2 separate regions of the Sus scrofa genome follow, and region 2 is linked to region 1. A link is a contact called in public Hi-C data. All regions are on one chromosome and are shown on one strand. Each heading gives the region's core, a stretch centred on a gene start, on an enhancer-like site or on the middle of the called end of the contact. The rest is flanking DNA. Distances are from core to core; before and after follow the strand shown. Region 1 holds the start of TOB2 (protein Tob2). Region 2 holds the start of TEF (thyrotroph embryonic factor).

Region 1 (4,452 bases), core at 1,009-3,508:
CACTCCCAGCGTAGTGTGGGTAGGAAAGATAAAAAATGGTTAAGATACTGAGCAGACGCCGCCTGGAACCCCGTTGGGCTAGCCCCTGAGTTGACGCCCGCTGTGTGGGGTTCTGGTTCCTCTAGGGGGTGGGAAAGGTCTGCCAGCTGCCCCTCCTCTCTGTGCTCCCTCCTTCCTCTCCCTTTCTGGTCAAGGGCACAGTCCATCTTCTGGACAAGAGGGGAAGGAGCGTAGGAATAGGGAGCTTTCTCCTAGGCACCTCACCAGGATCAACCAGAATCCACTCGTTGATACTGCTTAAGGGTACTTTTTTTTCTGCCCAGTTTTCCTTGAAAACATTAACGAGGATAAAAAGCTCAAGACGAAATGGTCAATTCAGGCTGGGCAGCCAGAGGACAGTCCTGACCGGTTCAAAAGGGGGGTGTTCACCCTCCATTCCTCAGGCTCCACAGGGCCAAAAATAAACCCTATTAATTATTACCACCCCATTCCTCGCACCGGAGAAAAGAAGGAGAAAAACAAGGCCTGGATCCTCTTCCTTCCTCTGATTTATTTAATAGTGGTGGGAGTTATTTTTCAGGGGGAACAAGGAAAATCTAGCGACTCCCTAGGCTATGAAGAACGGAGGGAGGCGGAGGAGGGAGGGAATGCACCCCACCCAGGAGGTGGCCGCACTTGGAACAGGGGGAGACAGGGACTCTGGGATACCCCAGGATGAGAGCGACGTGAAAGGAAAGAGTAGCACAGGGCAAGGGGGGGTTCCAGAGGGAGGTGGGAAGAGAAAGGAAAATGTTGATCAGGTGTAAGGGGGGGTGCGACCGCAACGTGGAGTGTCCAGCAAAAAGAGCTGGAGTGGGGCGAGGGTGGGGAAAGGCATCCGGCCTATTGGGTCTGGGGCCCCCCCCGCCCGCAAGGTTCCTACTCACTCACTCGGGTCTCCGCGGTGGCGGGGCGGTGTGCCGGCCGCGGGGCGGCTTCTCCCTCCAGGGTGGTCCTGAGCGCGGGGCGGAGGTCACTCTCCCTTCTCTCCCGGGCGCCGCCCGGCCGGGGGCCAAGGTGTCTTTTTCTTCGTTGAGGGTTGGGGGACGATTGAGGGGGCTTATGGGTTATGATTCTCAATAATTCTTTCTGCTTTTTGGAGGTCGGGCTCGGCGGCTAGGGACGGAGGGCGGGCGGGCCGGCCGGCGGCGACGAACCGCGGATGGCGGACTCGAGGGTGGTTCGTGTCGCGGGGCGGAGTACGGTCTGGGCTGTGGCCGGCGAATTGGTCTTGCCCTTCTGGCCTCGCGTTTCCCAAGCCACTCGCTCCCCCCCACCAAGAACCCGCTCCTTCCCGCGCCCCGGCCCGAAGTGAGCAAAGTCAATGAAAAGTTTCACCCTTAGCAACCCTGCGCACGGATCCGCCTTCCCCACCCCTGCGTGATGCGTCCCTCCGCCCTGCAGGGGCGGGGCCGGGCGCTGGGCCGGGACTACTTCCCAGCCAGCAGGCAGCTTAACCCCTGGAGGCGCGCGGCTCCCTGCTCCGCGTGGAACCCGGGGGCCCTTGGCCACCGCCCTAGTCCTACGCGTGGGTGGCCGGTCACCCTCCTCACTCAGATCCTGGCTCAAATATCAGCAAGGCTGCCTCTGACCGCCCTGTGTAACGCGGGCCGCCTCCCCTTCCCATCACGACGCCGGCATCGTAGTTATTTTCTTCATGCCCAAACTGCTCAAATTGTCCTCATCGTGTAAAGTGTTTCCCTATGCAGACAGCAAGCTTGCGAGGGTAGGGTCCCGGTTTGGGACCCAGCTGCTCACTTTAGGTGTGCTGGATGAATGGGTGTCCAAAAGAAGGGGACGTCCCCGCTGTGTCTTCAGCCCTGCACCTGCCCTGGCGCCGAGGGTTCGTATGCTTTCCCGAACCATCGCGCAGGCCACCTCGGCGAATCCCTTCAGCTCGGCGCATCTGACAGTCCGACTTTTCCCGCAGCACTCGCACCACACCAGTAAAATCTCTTCGCGGGTGGGGAGCTCAGGGGACTACTGGAGTTCTGGACAGATTTTGGACCTTTATCAACTCCAGTTGTCCCGAATCTTCCAAGAGCCTCGTGCCTCATTTGGGGACGACGCCTAACGTCGAGGGGAGTGCGAGGGAGAAACCGGGGCTTGGGCACGCAAAACGGGAGTAAGAAGGGGCGAGGAGGATGGGGGCGCAGGAAAAAGAGCCAAGCGATACATTAACCTTCCACTCGCGGCCTCTGGCGCGGGTTAACCTCACCGCAGGGACCCGGCCAGCGCTCTCTGCGCAGACGCGCGAGCGCGTCCTCCGCCTGCTGCAGGCGGAGCTCCGGCGTCAGAGGACGCCCCTTTTGGTTCTTCCCAGTCGTCGAACCCCCCCCAAAAAAGGGGTTACTGGAGCCTCATCCTTCAGCAACAGCCTTCGCCGGCATCCTAGGGCGCCTGTTTATGCCAGATGCCCCAGGCTTGCGCACCAGACGGTCCCTTGATTCAGACTCGCACTTACATCCCTTGCCCCTGCTATGGCCAAGGGGGTCACTCGGCTACTTTGTCACTGTGAGGGGCGCGGAGTTGGGGGTGGGGAGGCCTGTGCCGAGTGAGGTCACAGGCACGGTAGACTGCCAGGTGAAGCCCAGGGCCACTGGGAGCTTTCGCCTTAAGTCTTATTCCCATCCCTTCTTTAATCGCCCATTCCCTAACTCTCTCTCACACTTTATTCTCATTCTAGATGGTTCCGGCCCAACGGCAGTCGCCGAACCCACGTGGGGTGGCGAGATCCAAAAGTTTCCAGACACGGTTTGCAGTTTTTTTTTCCTTGATCACTTTTTTTGGCAAGGACAGGCGGCAATGGTAGCGTAGGGGTTTAATGCGCTTCTCCTGACTGCAGCGGAGAAACGCTGGACTGGAGGGCAAACTCCAAGGGGACAAGAAGGGGGAGGGAGCCTGGGCCGGAGCGTCCCCATCCCCCACACCCCGAGCGCTTTATCCCCTGGGGCACCTCCAGGGACTACTTGCTTGTGCGTCAGCAAGTGGCAGAGCGTCACTTACACGCCCCCACCGCCTTGCCCGACTCCATCCCTCCCCTTTTTTTCCTCCTCCCCCACCTCCCTCTCCTCCCTTCCCCTCTCCTCTCCTCGCGAGTCGCAACCCAGCGAGATCTGGCTCGCCGCTCCCTGGTGCTGAAGCGCTAAAAATATAACCAGTATGTTAGCAACAGCCTTCCCATTGGTCGGAAACAGGGAGCGGCGACATCTGATTGGATGTTCGATCCAACCTTTTAGGACTGGGAGGCGGGGGCGTGGAGCCATGGAGGTCTTGGGGGGGAGTGCGTTTGCGCATTGGGGCGCTGCAAGGGATACTGGTATTTGTAGTTATTTACTAGAGGCAGCCTTAGAAGTAGGTGGGTTTGAATCCCAATTCTGCCACCAACCGGGTTATCTTGATTGAAAGGCACAAATTCTCTTTATACCGTCAGACCTGTCCTCTCGTCCTTAAAATGGAGATCGAGATCCTGTGGGGATTAGATATGATACTGTATGTAAAGCTTGGCTCAAATAGTTGCTGTTCTTAATTTAAAGGTCACCGTTCTGGCCAGCTTGCATCCTTCCCGTACTGTGCTCTTCAGTGTGTATACCCCAAAAGGAAACCTTACAAGACAGCATGAGAAAGTTGAGGGTGTATCACACGGGAAGGAGGGATGGAGTCCATATAAGCAGATAAAAGTGTAGAGTCTCCTTCCATCAAGTGCAGGCTGAGGGAAGGCAGACTGAATCCCTGGAAGGAAGGCGTTGAATTTTTGCCCGTTCCTGCATTTATCTCCCCTGCAGTGCTGGAAACACACCAACGTTGAGCAAAGAAACCCAAACTGAGAAATCCAGCCTTTTTGGCAAAGAAGAGCTCTGGGTAAAGGGTTAGTATATAAGTAGGAAAAAAATAAAGTAGAGGGGAAGAAGACAATCACCATTCTTAATTGCTGCTGTCTCCATTTACCATGTGGTAAGAAGGACATTTTTCTCTCCCCCGTCGTATGAGTTCATCTTGCCAGGGCTTAATTGTGAGCTGAATTCCTACTCAGGCATTCCCGGGTCCTCTCCCACTTTGAATAATCATACGTTGAAAAGCACACACCTTGTTTTCAAAACGGTGAGCTTCAAAAGGAAGCATGTGCATGGAGAGGGTGGAGGCAACTCCCCTGTCTGAGAGTAAGCAAGTTATGCCAGATGTTTTGTTGTGACAAGTCAGGCTGGTCATAATTAGCCCCAATTAACTCTCAGGGGGGTGAGTCACTCCTTCATACACACATAGTGTGAGAGATTTTGTAGTTTCTTTTCAGTTATCCGAGAAAATACTCAGTTTGATTCTTCAGATCCACTGCTCCAACTGGGCAGGAGCAAAGACAGCCACAACAGAAATTGGCTTTGGAGAAAAGTGATTGGAGGGATGCTGAGGGCAAAT
Region 2 (4,452 bases), core at 941-3,440, 49 kb before region 1:
AAAAAAAAAAAACCTCTTTCGGGAATGTAGTACATGAACAGAGAACCGAATCGAAACTAATTTTTAAAGCCCTAACCAGCTCACCGAGCTCCTCCCCTGTGCTACTTGCCTCTTAGATTAGTTGCTCCAGGCTAGGTTTTAAGTCGGGTAGCACTGGATAACTGCAGCTTAAAAAAAAAAAAAAAAAATCTAAACTTTTACTACATCTCATTACATACCACCTGTCACAAACAAATGTAACTTTCCACTGTTATGTTGCTATAAATCCTCTTCTCATACCTTGAGAAATTTTTTCCCTTCAATGTCACATTGGGAATTCCCATGGTGGCTCAGGGGAAAGAATCCAACTAGGAACCATAAGGTTGCCTGTTCAATCCTTGGCCTCGCTCAGTGTGTTAAGGATCCAGTGTTGCCGTGAGCTGTGGTGTAGGTCGCAGCTGCGGTTCGAATCTGATGTTGCTGCTGTAGCTCTGATTCGACCCTAGCTTGGGAACCTCCATAAGCCACGGGTGCGGCCCTAAAAGGCAAAAAATAATAAAATAATGTCACATTAGCCATGAAAATGTACGTTTAGCCCTAATCCAGCAAGTCTCTCCACAACCAAACTAGTTATTTTTAAAGCTTCCAACATTGTTTTAATCAGTTTCCTTGGACTGCCCTCTGAAATTTATTTCTAAAAACCTCTAGGTCAGTTTATTCTAGAGATGTCTTAGTTTAGCCACATACAGAATTCCCGCTAACAACAACTGAGTTCTGTGCACAATTTAGTACTTTCGCTCAACAGGGAGTGACATGGGCACCAACCTGCCTGTAGGATAACGGATACACCAAGCCATGAACTTGTACCCATGGGTGTTAGTAAAGCTATGGTCATTACCATTTGTTGCATTTACACTAACTGGCTAACGGAAGCCTGGGAAGGTAAATCCTGCCCTATCTCCATCTGACATAAACCAAGGAGGCCTGGAGAGATGAAGCAATTGGTGGGAGGTATCAGATTCAGAAAATAACTGACATCTAATGAGCATGGCCGGGAGACCTTGATTTCTGGAGTCAGATGCCACCACCCTGGCTTGACCATCACCCAGAGTTTCTTCAAACCTCTTGCTTTCCAGGCCTGCTCAGGGGCCCAAGCGCTTTTTTCCTCCTCAGTGCCCAGCAAAGTTCTCATTATACCAGCCTGACCACTTTCAGCTAGCTGGGTGTTGCTGTCAGCACCTACCCCGTGAACCAAGGACTGGGCTCTGCCATTCCCCAGCCCGGCTACTGGAAGGCGCGAGTCACAGGCAGGATACAGGATAAACAAGCCAAAGTCCCTGCCCTGTCAGGCACGGAGAGTCTACACTGAGTTCAAGGCAGAGTATGAATTGTGCTATCAAGAGGTACAAAGTCCTGGTGCCGCTAGGAGCAGCTTCCTGAAAGGTCCCCACATCTGTGGACCCCGCTCACGTTCTCCATTTTCCCGGTTTCCTGAGGAACTCCCAGGAAGTATTTATATTTTGAGAGGCGGTGGTTCTCCCACGAGGTGTGTACTCTGTAGATTGAGTGAAGGAGTTTTATTTTTTTCCCTGTAGAAAAAGCCAAGGTCCTCAAGAGAAACAGGCTTTCAGAGCCGTTTAGGACTTTAGAGATTATCTAGCCCAACCCCGAAATTTTATGGGCGAGAAAAGAGGCTCCGGGAAGCAACTGGACTTTCCCAAGGTCACAAGCTAGTAAGTTGGGAGGACAGAAGCGTGCACTCCGGCTCCGGCTCAGGGCCGCGCCCTTCCTCTCCACCACCCCGCCCCGACCTCAAGAATGCTCCTCCACGCTCGTGTTTATTTGGCCGCCACGCCCGCGCCAGAAACCCGGGATCCGCGGGGAACCTGACACCCGCTTCAGCGGCAGCCAAGCCTGTTCCGGCTGTCCCTACGATGGGCAGGCCGCCGTCCCCGGCCCTGCCCTCAGCCAACCTCCGGGTCGGCGGGGTAAGGGCTGGGCTCTGCGTCCAGGTCCCACGACCCTGGACAGAGTCCCCGCAACCAAAAGAACCGGCCCTCCCCTCCCCGCCGCAACCCCGCACGTGCTGTGCCTCGTGCACCGCCCCGGGTCCCGCCCCCGCCCTCCATTGGCTGTTTCGCGCCCTCCACCTCTTTCCCCTCCCCCTGCAACTGGACTCGGCTGTGGCTCCACGTGACCCGCGGAGTTGGGGACGGCCGCGTGGCCCCGGGGGGCTCTCTGATAGGCTCCCCCCGCCGGCATGGCCGCTCCCAGCTCCGCCTCCCTTCAGTGGCGCGTCCGGAAAGTGGAGAGGTTGGGGTGCGAGGGGAGAGCGGTAACGGTGGTCCGAGAGGAGGAGGGGTATTATGAGCAGGGAGGCGAAGGTGAAACCTTGGGTAGAGGGGAAGGGGCTGTAGCCGAAAAGGGCCTAAGACCCTGACTCTACCAGGCGCCAATCAGGTGACACAGAGGCAGATGGGGCGGGGCCTTCGGCCCTTCTCCTCACCTGGCCCCGCACGTGTCTCGTTTATCCGGGCGGCCTAACCAATCACGGCCGGGACGGCTGTGCCTGCCCCCCTCTCAAGGCGGACCAATCCAAGGCCGCCATCCGGGGAAGCTGGCCTGGACTCATAAATAATTAATATGCCAGAGCCAGTCCGCAGGCGGGGTAGGGATGGAGGGAGGCGGGGGTGCCCCCGGGAGCCTGCGCAGTAGCCGCCCGTGTCGGCAGCTGCGGCGGGTCGCACGGCTCCGTCCCATCTCGGGGGGCGGGCGGGGGAGGCGAGGCGCGCGAGCAGAGCGCGGGGCACGATGTCCGACGCGGGCGGCGGAAAGAAGCCGCCTGTAGAGCCGCAGGCGGGGCCGGGCCCGGGGCCGGGGCGCGCAGCTGGGGAAAGGGGCCTGCCAGGCTCCTTCCCGCTGGTCCTGAAGAAGCTGATGGAGAACCCCCCGCGCGGGGCGCGCCTCGGTGAGGGGGGGGAGGGTCCGCGCGCGCCTGGGGGCGGGGTTTCTGCAAGGGCGGGGCTATGTGAGGGCGGGGCCGGGGAGGTCGGAGGTCAGGGTGAAGTGGTCCAGCAGAGGGGGATGGGACCAGGGATGACAAGGGCCCTGGAGGGCGAGACAGAGGGATTGGGAAGAGAAGGTCAGGGGCGAGTTGAGCGAGGCTGGGTCAGATAGGGGTTGGCGGGGAGGGGTCAGGAGGGAGAGGGTAGGGTGGGAGTCGGGGTGAGGAGGTTCCTTTGGGCGGCCTCGAGTGTATGCAACGCGTAGGGGTTACTGAGGAGGCTGATGGGGGTCGCAGCAGCCACTTAAATGACGCTCGAGGGCGCCTTCTCTGGAACGCCTGAATCAGGATCACTTGGGATGCTTGTTTAGAATGCCGATTCCTGGGCCTCACCTTTCACCCACTGAATCTGCGGCTCCTGGGACAGGAATCTGCATTTTTAGGAACACCCCACCCCACCTCTGTGATTCCAAAGTCCACTGAAGTTTGAGATACCCTGATAGACAGTAGCGAATTGTCTTTATATATGGGCTTTCTCTCTGGGGATGAGGACCTGTCTTCTTCCCCTCCAGTGAGTATTCCCAGTTACTAGGTAGGTACTCGCTGGAGGTTTTCTGGAAATGAATTTCAGGGCTGCTGCTGAGGTGGGGGAGGAGTGTCAGGAGAAGGGATGGGAGGGCCTTCTGAGGGGGGATTGACATGAGTCAGGTAGAGGGATGAGGGTCAGACTGAAGCTACTGAGGCCCTTCACCTGGTTGTTTGGGGCTGACCCTAGCCTTTGGGGCCACAGTGGCAGGGCTGGGCTTTGTCTTGGTTCCTAGGCCACAGAGGTCCCTGGGGCCTACCTGGAAAGCAGGTTTGGCCTTGTTTTTTGGCCTGGGAACATGAGGTTCAGGGAGTGGCAGGAGTGCCACCTATAGTGGAGTTTTAGATGCACTGAGGGATGCTTTCAGTCTCAAAGATTTGAATTTCCGAGAACCATTGGTGTAGTTCATGGATGTGGGAAGGAATGGGCCTTCTGTGAATACCAGCCTTGGGGAATTAATTGTCTTTTTAAACATGCCATTTCTCTTCCTTTCCTGGCTGTGTTCTGAGGCTCCCATCCCTATGGCTGTCACTGTTGGGTTATATATAGCTTCAGCACATCAGGTGAGGCCAGGCTCTCTCCTCCTGCTTCAGACCTCATATGCACAGACCCTTTTGTTTGTTTTTAAGGCAAAATTTTGTTCCAGGATCTGAGGCTGAGACAAGCTACCAGGACAGGTGTACACATCCGTCGGGGTTCTTGTTTGAGATTACCAAATAATAACCATCTATAACAATAATTCTACCTCACATTTGCAGAATACTCACAGAGCACTTTGATATAGTCTTATTTAGTCTTCCACAGCCATCTTATAGGGTATTACCCCACTTCTCAGATGAGGAAAGCTGAGGCTCAAAGAGGTGAGGCTATTTCCTTAAGGTCA

The links. A called contact is a pair of places that touch in the nucleus more often than the background predicts.
Region 2: a Hi-C map of skeletal muscle shows a contact between it and region 1, with 2.9 times the contacts expected there. The contact joins the promoter of TEF here to the promoter of TOB2 in region 1. A contact is called at or near these places in 9 of 47 Hi-C or Micro-C datasets (embryonic fibroblasts, epiblast stem cells, heart right ventricle and 2 more) and 2 of 2 datasets of contacts at active chromatin or transcription factors (alveolar macrophages and skeletal muscle).

The regions. Positions count from the first base shown.
Region 1 is chr5:7,084,203-7,088,654 of Sscrofa11.1, reverse strand. It overlaps TOB2 (protein Tob2), which reads right to left and starts at 2,258. Exons shown (of 2, transcript XM_021091455.1): 1 at 927-2,258. It overlaps LOC110260629 (a long non-coding RNA gene), which reads left to right. Exons shown (of 7, transcript XR_002343880.1): 7 at 2,726-3,954.
Region 2 is chr5:7,132,909-7,137,360 of Sscrofa11.1, reverse strand. It overlaps TEF (thyrotroph embryonic factor), which reads left to right and starts at 2,190. Exons shown (of 5, transcript XM_021091460.1): 1 at 2,190-2,947. The coding sequence starts at 2,791. It overlaps LOC110260634 (a long non-coding RNA gene), which reads right to left and starts at 182. Exons shown (of 2, transcript XR_002343884.1): 1 at 1-182.